Regions from separate parts of the Mus musculus genome. Here region 1 is linked to region 2. The links are chromatin contacts, called in public HiChIP or PLAC-seq maps. All regions are on one chromosome and are shown on one strand. The core of a region is the stretch at or near the end of the contact, and the rest is flanking DNA. Distances in the headings are between cores, read along the strand shown. Region 1 has its middle 88 kb from the start of Arsj. Region 2 has its middle 63 kb from the start of Gm40146.

Evidence for each region. HiChIP or PLAC-seq counts read pairs in DNA pulled down with a chosen protein or histone mark.
Region 1: an H3K27ac HiChIP or PLAC-seq map of the NIH/3T3 cell line shows a contact between it and region 2, with 3 times the contacts expected there. The contact joins two enhancer-like sites. A contact is called at or near these places in 2 of 15 datasets of contacts at CTCF or cohesin (the NIH/3T3 cell line and stem cell-derived epiblast-like cells), 8 of 484 Hi-C or Micro-C datasets (3T3-L1-derived adipocytes, the C2C12 cell line, cerebral cortex and 5 more) and 2 of 115 datasets of contacts at active chromatin or transcription factors (the NIH/3T3 cell line and embryonic fibroblasts).

Annotation. Positions count from the first base shown.
Region 1 is chr3:126,271,933-126,279,149 of GRCm38.p6, reverse strand. It overlaps the pseudogene Gm18916. Among named protein-coding and RNA genes, the nearest start is that of Arsj, 88 kb to the left of the region's middle. Within about 2 kb of position 2,994, at least 36 of the 459 cell types and tissues checked have an H3K27ac peak or open chromatin away from gene starts, as enhancers often do. A contact at or near this core is called in the C2C12 cell line, the NIH/3T3 cell line and embryonic fibroblasts, where this site is marked.
Region 2 is chr3:126,040,298-126,047,814 of GRCm38.p6, reverse strand. No RefSeq gene overlaps it. Among named protein-coding and RNA genes, the nearest start is that of Gm40146, 63 kb to the left of the region's middle. Within about 2 kb of position 1,629, at least 19 of the 459 cell types and tissues checked have an H3K27ac peak or open chromatin away from gene starts, as enhancers often do. A contact at or near this core is called in the C2C12 cell line, the NIH/3T3 cell line and embryonic fibroblasts, where this site is marked.

The sequences.
Region 1 (7,217 bases), core at 1,745-4,244, 230 kb before region 2:
CTCCCACCATGATCTCCTCTGCCTTGGAAACCTTCTCTGCTACCACTCCCTCACCACTTCCTCCCCACCCTCCTCCACCTATTCCTCCATCCCCTCCCCACCCTCTCCCATTACCCCGTCCACCTCTTCCACCCCCACTACCTCCTCTACCATCACCTCCACCACCCAACCACCCCTCCCTCCGTCTTCTTGTCTCTTCTGCCAAGGGGGCAATTCAGGGGTTGGCAGTTCAATTTCTTTCGGCCGTCCTCCCCTGTCAGAAACCCGTCCCATAAGCACCTGAAGATGGCGCAAGACATCTTCTCCTGGCTGATACCGCTGCTTATCCTGATGGTGTTAGACAGATCTTCAGGGGCGGCAATCAGATGTGCCAATGTGACTGTTGTCTTGGCGACAAAGCATAACATTTGGGCTGGTAAATTCTTGTGATGTTATCTGTTATTGCCTTTGCTCTATCGGACCATCCAAAGGACTGCACTGTCACATCCAATCATTTCATTAACATCCGCCGGCGGCACTCCTATTCACAGGAAAGAGCATCATTAATTCTTTCCAGTTTTTCTGCCTGTTCAGAACTTAAATAACCTTTAGCAATGGTTTTCCTGGACTTTAGAGAGAATATCCTTTACCTTTGATTCCACTTGGCACAGCAGAAGTGGAATGTCTAAAGTGTTAAGACTTGGGGACCCTGAGGGCCTCTCATACAGCTTGAACTTCTTGGCAAATTTCACTATTTTTATCTAACTGAGAATTTTTATGTTTTTTTTCCTTCTGTAATATTTGTAAAGCTTGACGTTCTGTACTTAAAAACAACAGAAGTTTCAAGCAGTCATCTTTCTTTGTGAGGTACTCTTTAATATCTCCTGATAAGAGTACCGAGTATGGACAGGCCATCTCTTTTAAAAACCCACTTATCTCAAGCTGGAAGCTCTCTAGGTCTTCTCTCCCAGCTGAAGTGATGCTTTCTTCCAGGTTGCATAAGGACTTTCTCTGAGAGCCTAACCAAATGCAGAGCTCTGAAAACTCAGGTGAAGACAGTCCACCCTCTGCTGCTGTCTGTTCCTAGAACAGTGGACTCTTATACCCCAGCGCCTCCAGGGTGTCCAGAACGCCCCCCTCCATGCTAATTCCTGAGCTTTGGCCCTCTCTTGGTGGCTTGGTCCAAAGCTGTTTGTTCCATGAGTCTTTATAGGTTATTGCGAATAGGACAAGAATACACCCATGCATGGCTCTTTGAGAAGACTGGTAAGTAGGAAACACTTCATTTTCGTCTTTAACAATTATTTGAAAGAGATCCCAAACATGCTTCTCACTGCAATTTCAGCTCAGTTTTCTTATTAAGCAGCTTTCTATTCCAAGGTATCCATAGACACCTTGTTAATGTATTGTTTTCATGGATGCTATCTACACTTCAAACTGTGTCAGAAGGGGGTGGGTGGAACATACATTGAAGTCATCTAGGAGGCCTAATTCATCTTGAGGTATTAATAGCACCTCATTTTGTTTGGGTTGAGAAAAAGCAGTTGAATCAAGGGACAAAGACCTCTTGTCTAGTTACTTCTGACTCTCTGCTTGGCTTAGAATAAATAATAGCATTTAAGTCTGCAGTATGACTATAGACATAGCAGTTCATACAGCATTTTATCCTGAGACAACCTCAACTAGTTATCAACGATAATAAGTGTTTGAAAGCATTGTTTTTCAACATTGCACTAGTATAAATCTTTAAAAATTCTTTATAAAGCAAATGTTGAGGGTAAAGAGGAATGAGTAAGCAGGTGAGAGTACTTACAGCTCTACCAGAGGATCAGGAATCTGCTCCCAGCTGCAGCTCACAATTATCAGAAAAATCTGATAGCATCTTTTGGTCTTGACAGCACCAAGGACACACATGGTACACAAACATGCATGCTAGCAAAACTTCCATACACTTAAAATAAAAAGTAAATAAATTGCTTACAAACTTTGCAGTATATTTTTACTAATTGTGGAAATTGAACTGGGACATCTTTTCCATGAATATGTTGCCATCATCAATTTGCTTTTGGGTAAAGCTGATAATTTTGCACTAGTTCATCTACCCATTTCTTTAGTTTTATGCTCTCTCCTCTCTCCCTCTCCTGTCACTTCCCTCCTCCTCTCGATCCTCTTCTTCCTCTCCCTGTCCCTCCTCGTCTTCTCCTTCTCCCTCCTCATCGCCCATATTCTTTCACAGTGGATGTACACTATGGGTCAGGGACTATGTACCCCACGTTTTATTTTATTAAATATCTTCAACTGTCACAAGGCCTAATCTTCACAAGGGAGCAAGAAGTAAACAAGTCATAAATATAATATGGGCATAAGAAAATAAGCCAGAACTTGTATTTTAGATTTAAATTGTGTTTTGAACAACAAAGAAGTTTTGGATTTTCTTCAAAGATTAAAAGAGGCAACTTTTTTTTTACAGAAAGCAAAATGGGGACTCAGGGTTTACAGATTGTAATCATGCTGGCTTCTCTGTGGTTTAAAGCCATAAAGCAAGAGACCATTAAATGTTGTTTTAAAAGGCTGAATAAGACTTGACATAGGCCATTGGCATTTGATGACTGGCACCCGCCTACTCTTAGTTTTGTTTCTCTCAGAAGAATGTACAGGAGGAACCTCACTGAACGGAATCCAGGCCAAGCAAACATATGGTAACAGATAGCTTTCAGATGAGGTAATTTTGAACTGAGATTTCTCAGAGAATTGCTTTTCCCTGAAGACTTTTTATAACAGGATCTTTAAATTCTAGCCATAAAAAAGCTGAAGAAAATGACCCTCTAAAAATCTAAGAATATGCTCAATTCTGTTCTCTGAAATTAATTCTGGGAAGATATCCATATTATTTTAGAATAGCAAACAGATTTCTCTGGTGGACTTGTGCCAGGTAAGAGGTAATGCAGATGTGATGTGCTCTGCTCTATTGTGGAAGCATGAAGCATCCCTCTGATGACTCAGGAGAAGAAAGCATGGCCTTCTTTCACCAGGCTGCAGGGAAACTATCCTGCTACAGCATCACTGTCTGCAGGTTGGTATATGGTCAAGTGTGTTACCACTGCATACGATTAAACTGCATGGTTAGAATCTTATGTGGAAAATAAAACAAAGTGAAATAAATCACCGTTATAGTATTCAAAACTATGCATGTTAAGCACTGTGTCAATGTAGCCATCATCTCATATTAATATAAACATGTTGACTGGCTAAACAAATAAGACTTTGTGATGATGACTTAATGCTTTGTTAATTTAATAGCCATGTATTAATGTTAAAATAGATAGACATGGCCTTAACAGTAATAACCAATTGGTCCTTAAAAATAAGATAGCTGTGGCATTGACTTTATCATATTGCATGGAACAGCTTGCTTCCTTGATCACATTTAGTCTGTGAGATGGTACCATTATTAATTTTTTACATTCAAAGAACCTGAAGCACAGCGAGATTAAGCAATGACTTCAAAGTCACAGTTAAATTTTTGTGGAGCTAGGATTTAAGGTCAGACACATTTTACTTACTTATTTACTTACTTATGTATTACTTTTGAGACATGGTATTACTATGTAGTTAGCCCTAGGTAGCCTGGAACTTGTTATGTACACCAGACTGATCTTGAACTCAGAGATTTGTCTTTCTTTGTTTTCTGAGTACTGGGATTAAAGATGTACACAAGAGTAGAGCAATAATAATCTCTTGGAGGAAGTAGCACACGTATTATGCTTTCAAAAGCAGTCATGGTTTGATGAATTCCTGATATGTCCTCAATGAATGACTCCAGGGATGAAGATGTGTGGCAAACACTTTAAAATATTCAAAGGAAAAGGAAAAAAAAACCTATAGCACTCAATGATAACAAGACTGTCTGTAGAAGGAAAATATAAATACATTCAAGACTGTTAACTGTAGCTTTGAGGAGTAAACAGCATTCCTGGAAAAGGAGGATTGTGTTATAGGGAGCCCACCAGAGAAGACCATGCAGACACAGTTTACAATCAAGAGAGAGTCTTTATTCTAGCTGGCTGGGATTACACTCAGATATTTGTGACTGAACTAAAGCATAAGCATTTCGAGCAAGGAGTTTTTAAAAGCAAAAACACCAGCCTGTCCAATGGGCCTCTCTTTCCAGTGATGGCCGACTAGGCCATCTTTTGATACATATGCAGCTAGAGTCAAGAGCTCAGGGTTACTGGTTAGTTCATAATGTTGTTCCACCTATAGGGTTGAAGATCCCTTTAGCTCCTTGGGTACTTTCTCTAGCTCCTCCTGGGGGTGGGTGGGTAAGGGGGACTTTTGGTATAGCATTGGAAATGTAAATGAGCTAAATACCTAATAAAAAATGGAAAAAAAAAAAGAAATGCAAATAAAGAAAAAAATCCAATAAAAGAAAAAAAAAAAAAAAAAAAAAAAAAAAAAAAAAACACCAGCCTGGTATCTGACTCTGTAGCTACAGGACAAGGTTTCCATAAGCAAGCAGATTAACAGCAGCTAAGATAAATTAGCTAGGGCATCTTGACCTTGGGTTGCAAAGATAGAGTTGGGTACTGATCAATGTGATTGTCTATCAGGGAGATCAAACACTAGTTAAACCTGAAAGGGGCTGAAAAATCAAGAATACAAGATGAAGGGACCTTTGCACTGCTGTGCCCTGGCATATTCCCCATGACTTTATGACCATGAGTCAAACTGTTGATTTGTTCCATTGGGTGGCGTTCAGGCATAGTTGATCCTAAGTATCAGTAGATAAGTTAGCCATGCACTTGCTTATGCAGGGTCCCAGTGTTACCTGATCAGAATAAGAATCAACAGTGTGACTAATGCTGACAGTAAGGTGGTCAGCCATGGGGACTAAGTGAACCCAGATTGATACCTTTTTTGGAGGGGGGGTCTCTGACCATAGGAGGTTTCCCCAATTACCACTGATTAGTGGCATAGAAATAGCAAGATTCTCCTAAGGCTGTGCAAAGCACCCCCCCCCCACTTTCATACAAATGAGGTCTAGCCTCCTTCAGTTCAGTAGGATTCCCTAGCAGAGGGAGTCAACTTAGTTCTGAAGCCTGGAAATAGATTTCTCCTAATGGCCTAGGTCTAAGAATATCTGGGAACTGAGTTCCCTAAAGTTTTGTTTTTTAACAATCAAGGTTGAGGTGCCATGGGCAATTTGTACTACCTATTCCTGTCCTAACTGGGATCAGAACCAGAACAGAGACTTGTTTAAACTTTGTAAACATTAAGTCAAGGCCAATATGAGATCTTCTCTCTTTTCTTTTATAAGTAGTTATATAATGGGGGAAGGGGAATCACAGATCAGTATACATAAAGTAGGGATGTGACATTCCAGTGAGTCAGAGGAGGAACAATTAGTCAAACAGTTTGTTCAAGAAACCCAGTTATTTGAGAACGTGATTCAGGTATCTAGTCATGGTAGGACGATTCACCATTGTCAGGGCATGGATAAAATTGTTCCTTAAGGCCTCTTTCTAGCCAATCTTCAACTTGATTTACTAACTTCTGTTCTCGGAAGGGACATAAGAAAGTAGACAACCTTCAGAAAGACAGAGTTTGTTATACCCGGTTTTTCTGAATTCCCATGTTCAGGCTTGGGGCTGATGTGGATCGAGCATTCCAGGCAGTAAACCTGGTCAATCTTCCCTTTTGAGTGGTCTGAGGTCCAGCTGGTTGTCCATCTGGATTCAGTGTTTAGAGTGGTCTGAGGTTCAACTGGTTGTCCATCTGGATTCAGTGTTTAGAGTGGTCTGAGGTTCAGCTGGTTGTCCATCTGGATTCAGTGTTTCCAGTGGGAAGAAACTTCCCTTGTATTCATGAAAAAAATAAAATAAAATCCATTCCTAAGTGACATTATAGAGGCAAGATTCTGAAAGCCAGGAAGCTCTTTTTTTTTTATTACATATTTTCCTCAATTACATTTCCAATGCTATCCCAAAAGTCCCCCATACCCTCCCCCCCACTTCCCTACCCAACCATTCCCAATTTTTTGGCCCTGGCGCTCCCCTGTAAAGTTTGTGTGTCCAATGGGCCTCTCTTTCCAGTGATGGCTGACTAGTCCATCTTTTGATACATATGCAGCTAGAGTCAAGAGCTCCGGTGTACTGGTTAGTTCATAATGTTGTTCCACCTATAGGGTTGAAGATCCCTTTAGCTCCTTGGGTACTTTCTCTAGCTCCTCCATTGGGGGCCCTGTGATCCATCCAATAGCTGACTGTGAGCATCCACTTCTGTGTTTGCTAGGCCCAGGCATAGTCTCACATGAGACAGCTATATCTGGGTTCTTTCTGCAAAATCTTGCTAGTGTATGCAGTGGTGTCAGCGTTTGGAAGCTGATTATGGGGTGGATCCCTGGATATGGCAGTCTCTAGATGGTCCATTCTTTTGTCTCAGCTCCAAACTTTGTCTCTGTAACTCCTTCCATGGGTGATTTGTTCCCAATTCTAAGAAGGGGCACAGCATCCACACTTTGGTCTTCATTCTTCTTGAGTTTCATGCGTTTAGCAAATTGTATCTTCTATCTTGGGTATGCTAAGTTTTGGGCTAATATCCTCTTATCAGTGAGTACATATTGTGTGAGTTCCTTTGTGATTGTGTTACCTCATTCAGGATGATGCCCCCCAGGTCCATCCATTTGCCTAGGAATTTCATAAATTCATTCTTTTTAATAGCTGAGTAGCACTCCATTGTGTAGATGTACCACATTTTCTGTATCCATTCCTCTGTTGAGGGACATCTGGGTTCTTTCCAGCTTCTGGCTATTATAAATAAGGCTGCTATGAACATAGTGGAGCATGTGTCCTTCTTACTGGTTGGGACATCTTCTGGATATATGCCCAGGCAGGAAGCTCTTAGAAACAAAGGGAGGAGCATACCTTCCCTCTGTCAGCCAGTTTCCTCTTCTGCCCTCTATTGGTAGACTTGACCATGGAGCTGGTTAACAGAGGAGAAAAAGATAAGCTGCAGTTTAGGCTTCAGTATCAGAACACAGAAACAAAAGGTAAGTTTGTGGCTTTGTCTCAGTTATTTTGGGCTCCTGTGAGAAAATACCTTAGACTGGATAACTTAGTAACAGTAGAAAGTCACTGCACAATTCATTGAGTTGAGAAGTTCAAGACTGAGGTGGCACCAGATCTGATGTCTGGTGATAGCCCATTCTTCACTCTTTATTTGTCTTCACATGGCAGAAG
Region 2 (7,517 bases), core at 380-2,879:
TTACAGACCAGGAATGAAGAAGTCATGCTCTCAGGTTTGTGAAGATGGTCAGTATGTTTCCTATTGTCAACTACTATCAGGTTCAAGAAACCACAACACTCAACTTCACCCTTCTTCATCACTTATCCAATATTTAATCACATGAGAATATAGAAGCTCATTTTCCTTTCCCTACTTTAAGACAATAGCAAAAACTATAGTGCATGGACAACAAGACCACCTGAAGCTACTGAAGTTTCTTGTCATTCCTTCTGTCTCATCCTAATTCCTGAAACTCCCTTTTTTCACTCATTGACTTCATGGCACATCTTATCTTGCATTTGTCCCTAATACTCTACCTGGAAATGTAAAGTGTCCCATTATTGTAGAATGTATTCTTCAAGGTACTTACTGATCTGGCACTACTTCAGATGTTCTGGGAAGATGCTGTATTCTACCAGATGCGATTTTTCTTTACAAATCCTGAGAAATTCTGGATTCTAGAAATGTTGAGAGCCAAAGATTTTATATAGATTGATGCCCTTTATTTACAAAACAAACTAAACAGACTTGCTAAGAATAAGGCTATGGCTGTTGCCTAAAACCACCACTTCTTTCCCTTATGCATTCACTCTTCCTTGAAATGCTTAGTCTTCCTCTAACCTATGATTGACCCACACATCCTGCCCAGGATTTACTCTTTAAGAAAACTGGCCCTTCTGTTCATGATATTTGCATACACATCTTAAAGGTATGATCTCTGTCCTTAATGTTTTTACTAATTCTGATTTGTTAGAATAGATTTACCATGCAAGGTGAAGATTTGAGTTTAGATTCCCAGGATCCTCATGACAAGCTCAGTGTGGCAGTGTATACTGTAATCCATCAAGACAAGTCACTCGCTGGGCCTTGCTAGCCAGCCAGACTAGCACAAGAGGCTAGCTTCTGATCCAGCGAGAAATCCTGTCTCAAATAATAAGAACAACTGTTGAAAGCTCCAAGATAGACTTCTTCTGCCTACAGGCACGAACATACATTTCATTTGTATCAGCACCCACCTGAACACTCACACCCTAACTAAAGAAAAATAAAGCAACTATCCTGTACTATTAGCATAAGGCAATCTTAAATTTTCTCACGTCATGCTATAGCAATTGCTCAGAGGAGGAAGACAGTGGGCAATGGAACAAACAGTGACTAGGATAATGTATTTTTGCCTACATGTCTCCCAAGGACTGCTCCTGAGAAAATCAAGTGGGTTTTAAAGTTATCTGGCATTATGGCTCCATCAAGTGGCAAAGTCGACAAGAAACTTTGGTAAATTTCTTAGTTCGAAAAATGCCTTGTTTAGTTTTTATGCTGCAGTTTTTCTCGGGGTCAAATCAAGTTCTAGACTGCTGCCAAATTTCTCCTTATGTGTGAGCCTCCCCTGAGTTCTTTTCAATTTGGTAATTCTGAGCATTTCATCTATGAACAGATACTATAGATTTTTGTGGGTGGACATGGGAGAAATCCTATTGTTTACACTTGGATTCTTTGAATACCTGTAAGCTTCCATTTGCCAGTGGATGTGTTATGGCTGGGCTTCAGATCCTTAATGACCTGTAGCCAGAGGCATCAACCCCATGGCATCTGGCTTTCCCCGGGTGGTTGCTCATATGAAGCGTTTGGTATGCACACGGCATTACTCAGAGCAACAGACTGAGGCAGAAAGGCTAAGAGAGGAAGCACAAAATGCAGGTCTGTTTTTTTCTGAACTTAATTCCCAAAGGAACATTGCTTCACTTTCCCTGATCTTAGCATCCGTTAGATAATAGCCACTTTGGACAGCCCACTCGGGAGGCTGGATCCTCAGAGTTGTCTTGAAGTTATTCCACAGGTTCCCTTTCTGAAAGGAGTACACCACTATTAGCCCAAGACAATCTGAAATTAATTTACCTTAAAATTGTTTACTCTAAAAATAATAATCTTACTGCAAACAATACAGTTCAGTATGTTCAAGGTAGCATCCGGATGCTACCTACATATATACATCAATTATTAATTCTACAGGCTTTAAAATCTCTTATTAGTTAGAAGTATTGTTGTTTCTATTTTTTTTTAATCTTTGAGAGTTTCCTATATGTAAACAGTGTTTTTGATCATATTCTCTCCCTATCATTCCCCTGTAACTTCCCTGTTTCCTCTTCATGTTCTTTTTCCAACTTAATACACTCTTTTTACAATCCATTTAGTTCATTAATTGCTACTTATGTGACCATAGGTTTAGGGCCATCCACTGAAGTATGGACAACTGGCTATACATATTAAATAAAGTTAAAAATTTAAAATACCATCATGTATTTGACCCACTAATGGACTATTCAGATGATTTAGCTACTCCCATATACATGTGTGGGCAGAACCTTAGATATTAATAATTATAGTAACACCATAGTTTAGAATATCTATATAAGATTTTCTTTATAAAAGTATGAAAAGAGTTGTGAGCTAGCTTATTTTTATCAAAAATAATAATTCCCAGTACATAGACTCCAATCTTGAAAAATATTTTAAGCTATATTTATTAAAATTTGGTTAAACATTTGAATTCCTTTAGCATCAATAGTGCAGATTAACTTTTAAAATATGCAAAGAGTAAACATTGTTGAAACATACTATGAAATAAATCATTAAAAAATAAATAGTACATTCACGTTTTCAGATAATACCATTGCAATAAGAGTGATTTTGCTTTGATCTATAACCAGAAGAGGGCATTAAGTGACTGTCCTAAGAAGAAAACCATTTGTGGAGAGACTGTTTTCCCAGACTAATGTATTACAGCATACAAGAACTACATGCTGAAATATCCTAAAATGTATCAGATGAGAGTCTGCTTTAAGACTGCAGTTTTCTTCCGAACTGAGAATCTCATGAGTGAATGGTTTAGTGTTACAAATAGCACTTTATCTGATTACAACCAAGGGTTTAAGACAGAAGGTACTTTATTGTCAAAATTCAGTGTCCTAAGAGAATCCTAGGACTTTCTTCTAGAATTATTATGAACAAAGTTGGAACTATAAAGTGGCTTTTACCAAGGTTGAGTTCTCCTCCATTGTCCCCTCTGAGACCAGCCTTTCTCTCTTCTCAGCCTTTCTTATGTCACAGGAGGGATGCAAAAAGGGAGATGGTTGCTGCTTAGTGACGTATTAAAGACACTGCAACTTAAAAATTTTTAAACGATGATCTCATTTTACAACTATTTGTATGTAGATGTGCTCTCCTGGGAACAGTAAACGGTGTTCACATATCTGATGGTGTCCATGGTAACCAGAAGAGGGTGTCATATTCTCCTGGAGCTGGAGCTATAGGCAGTTGTGACCCACCTGACTTGAATGTGAAAACCAAACTCTTCTGAAGTAGCAGGTGCTCTTTCTTAAACACAGCCATCTCTCCAGCCACAGAACATGAACATTTTTATCTCAAATGATGTTTCTGAAAAATGTTTTCTCCTTTTCCAAACAGAATCTAAATGATTCCCACAAGTAACTCTTCTCTCTCTCTCTCTCTCTCTCTCTCTCTCTCTCTCTCTCTCTCTCTCACACACACACACACACACACACACACACACACACACACACACACACTACACACTATCATGCACATACATACACCATAAAAGACTGAAAATTTGAGGGAGGGAGGGAGGGACAAAAAAAAGACTGAAACTTTAAAAAGATTTAAACTTTAAAAAAGCAGACTGCCACTAGAAAAAAATAGGTAGAAATAAATAAAACAGAATATGGTATGCAGATATTAACTGTGCATGGTGACAAGCACCTGTAATCCCAGAACCCAAGGGCAGAAGCAGGTGGGTGGCTGTGATATAGTCTCAAAGGAGTAGGAGGGGGAAACAAAACAGAGCAATAAAATGTTTGTGACAAAAAAGTGAGACCAGCTGTCAAGAGGGTTCCACAGGTAAACACTCTTGTCACAAAGCCTGAAAACCTGATTGCTGAGACCCACTCGGTGGAATGAAATAATACCTCTGTAAATATTCCTTTGAGCCCTACACATGCTCCATGACATACACACATGCATAGTGTGAACACACACACACACACACACACACACACATACATGAATATTTTTTTTTAATGAAAGACTTTTGCAGAATTAAAAAGAACATCAGGGTAGGATGGAAGAGGGCTACGTGGAAGGTAAGAACAAACTATGATGATGTATGAAATGTCACAATGACACATTATGTTTTAAAATTCAGATAGGGGAGCAAAATACCATATCTAAAGGTTTAAAACAGAAGAGTAATTTATTGTCAAAATTCCCAGGGTTCTAAGAGAATCCAAGTAATACTGACTTCAGGTCACGATAAAGCTAGGACATGGGAGTCCATTTTTCTCATATATAACATTACATAAATGCATCTGAGGACTTTTAATATTAGCTGGTTAGCTGAGAGAGACAGAAACTTAGTCAATGCCAGCATGACTGGATGATGTAGGGTCCTTTGAAGGCAGAGAGTGGTGCTGACTTTCTTCTCTGGCACTGAAGACTCTAATCCCAGCATTCCTATAGGTAAGCAGAGAATTAGCTACCTACACACACACACACACAGACACACACACACACACACACATACACACACACAGACACACACACACACACACACACACCAACCTTGCTCCTTCACAGCATATAATTATCTTTTCCACTACCACTCAATTTCCTCTAACACACACACACACACACACACACACACACACACACACACACACACACACACACTCACACTCACACTCATATACATACACCACGTGCAAAGGGAACTATTTGTACATTTTATCCAGTAATAATCCATGTGTGGACAGAAGAGATGATTTGTTCATTTTAAAAGGATATTAGAGTGTTATACATGCATTTCAGATGGGCATTAACAACTCATTTCTGTTCCCTTGCAGGCATAAGTACAGTTCTAGGCAGTCTGTGTATTTGCTTCTCAGGGTCACTTGCTCATGTAATTATTAATGTTTATCTTCCTCTTTTCTCCACAGGGAAAAAATGTCAGAATGTCATAGAGTCATAAAGCAAATTCTATTGCCTTAACCATATTGTTGAATATGGTTTCCTTACATTTCTAGATAAAAACAGCCATAGTTCTGAGAAAAAAATAATGTTCTTTTATATAATTTAAATTGTGAAAAGGATATTACCTATAAGAAAAGAATACTTTAACCTACATTATAATTTATTTAGGAGTTGCTTCCAAGAAGTCCACAGCATACATAATGAGGAATTCCCAGCCAAAGTTATTTTAAGAGAACAGTAGACATGACTCCCCTAAGCAGACAGTCAGAATGAAGCTGTGTTGCAATTTTACCTGGTTGGTTTTCTTTCCAGTGCCATCACAGGAGATGTCACCTGTCCAAAGTATTTTGGATGTCTGATGTCTTTGATAGGGATTCCTTTAAAGCATCTAAGAAGATAAAGTGCTTTTGGAAGAAAACAAAAGTTTTATCCTGAATGAGATAGGCCCACAACCAGTGAATGAGTGAAATTAGTCAGCTTCCACATCAAGACATGTCACTTGAAACCACCTGGGTATAAATCATGTTGAACCCCTCTGTCATTTGTTAGTCTAAAATACAAAAGCAGAAGTCTGGGCATGATCATCTTAAGCCATGAAAAATATATTATGAAAGCATTTTATAGAAGCAAATTGTAAATTCAAACAGAACTTCTAGAGAGTTATAAAGGCATTTTGCTTAATATGGCTTAAAATTGATTGATTTGGAGTAGGTATTTAAAAGAACAAGAGGGTGAACTGTACTGAAGAGACATGTATGCCAAGTACTTTATTACTTTTCTGAAGGAAACTAGACTTTGAATAGGTAATAGGAATTTTTTCAATATGGGGGAGCTAATCCTAAATACTAGCCAGAAATTTGGGGTAGTTCTCTAAGTGTTTATATGGAAATACTTCTTGCTAGGATTTAAAAATTAAAAATAAGGATAAAGTTAACTTGATGGCAATCTGAATTTTCAAAACACCTACTACAAATAGTTCCACTTGAGTAGAAGAGTTGAGAACACAGCAAACTTTCAAAAGCAAATAAGTTGCCAGTAGTCTCTGCACCAACTACAATCCTCAGTAAATGTATACAAAACTTTTAGAAAGATAAGACAGGTGGGGCTTCCTACAAATGCTACAGCTAACAGGGAATGGGGCTGTAAAAGGCAAGAAGGGGATTCTGGTTCAACAATTCTTAGTTATCTGGGCAGGTTCAAACTTCTAGGGTCTAATATCAGGCAGTTTATTTTAGACATATTTAAGTACAGTAAAATTTGGGGAAAAAAAGAGATTCCTGGTAACAATTATCTCAATACCATGTATTCGATAAAGCTTAAGGAATGACTACAAAGATACTCCTTTACAATGTACAGGTCCACTACTGACCCTAGCGGCTTTAGAATTTAGCCCCACACCAAAAATATTCCAGAAATGCGAACACATAACTTATCTAAACACAAGAATCCACATGAAATTCAAAATAGCTGACACCTTGCATCCACCTCTTCCCACTAGAGGACCAAGGCACTGATTCTGAGAATATTTCACTTTACCACTGCCCCAGTTCTTGTGCTAGTGAGGAATCCTTTACACAGGAGGACCCACACTGTGCAAATGGAAGCAGCATTCAATAACTCAAATCTCATAGCTCATGTGGACATTTATAAGCTCTGTCCACTCACACATCGGTTATTTGAGTTATTGAATTTTAAATATTTATTATCAGCTCTTCTCCGTGTCTGCTTATTCTTGAGGGTGGAATTGTGTTATATGAAAAGAGGCAGAAGAGAGAATTAAAGTTCTTTTTTCTACAGTGAGCAGGTTTCAACCAGAAGGTTGAAACATAGCCACATATTATTCAGAAGAATCCCTAACAAGAATGTCTAACTCACTAATTTATTTTCAAGTGTGTGAGAAGCTACTGTTCAGGAAAGCATAGCCAGGAATAGGATCACGATTAAGGTTAAAGCCAAGGAAGAACAAGGTCTCGGCTAGAGATTTTTCAATGTGACCCCAAGGGGATCTCTGAAAAACTTCTGTGATTATAATTTTATAATTATATCTTGAGAGAGTAGTTTGGGAGGTTAGGAAGGGTTAATTAAATTAGTTCTGTTTATCAAAAGACAATTCTTTAAAGAAGATGATATCTGTTAACTGCTATCAGTCAACACCAACATCACCTGGAGAGTGTATACACCAGCTAGGAAGAGGGCACTGGAGAGAGCACCACACTCTCCCACTACAGATGTGTTAGTTAGGGTTTCCATTGCTGTGAAGAGACACCATCACCACCCCAACTCCTATTAAAACAACAATAACAACAAACAACGTAAACATTTGGTTGGGGCTGGTCTTATAGATTCAGACATTGGTCATGGCAGATAACATGGTAGAGTGAAGGCAATCATGGTGCTAAAGAAGGAACTGGGAGTTCTATAGACAGCAAGAGACTGTTCCTCACTGGGTA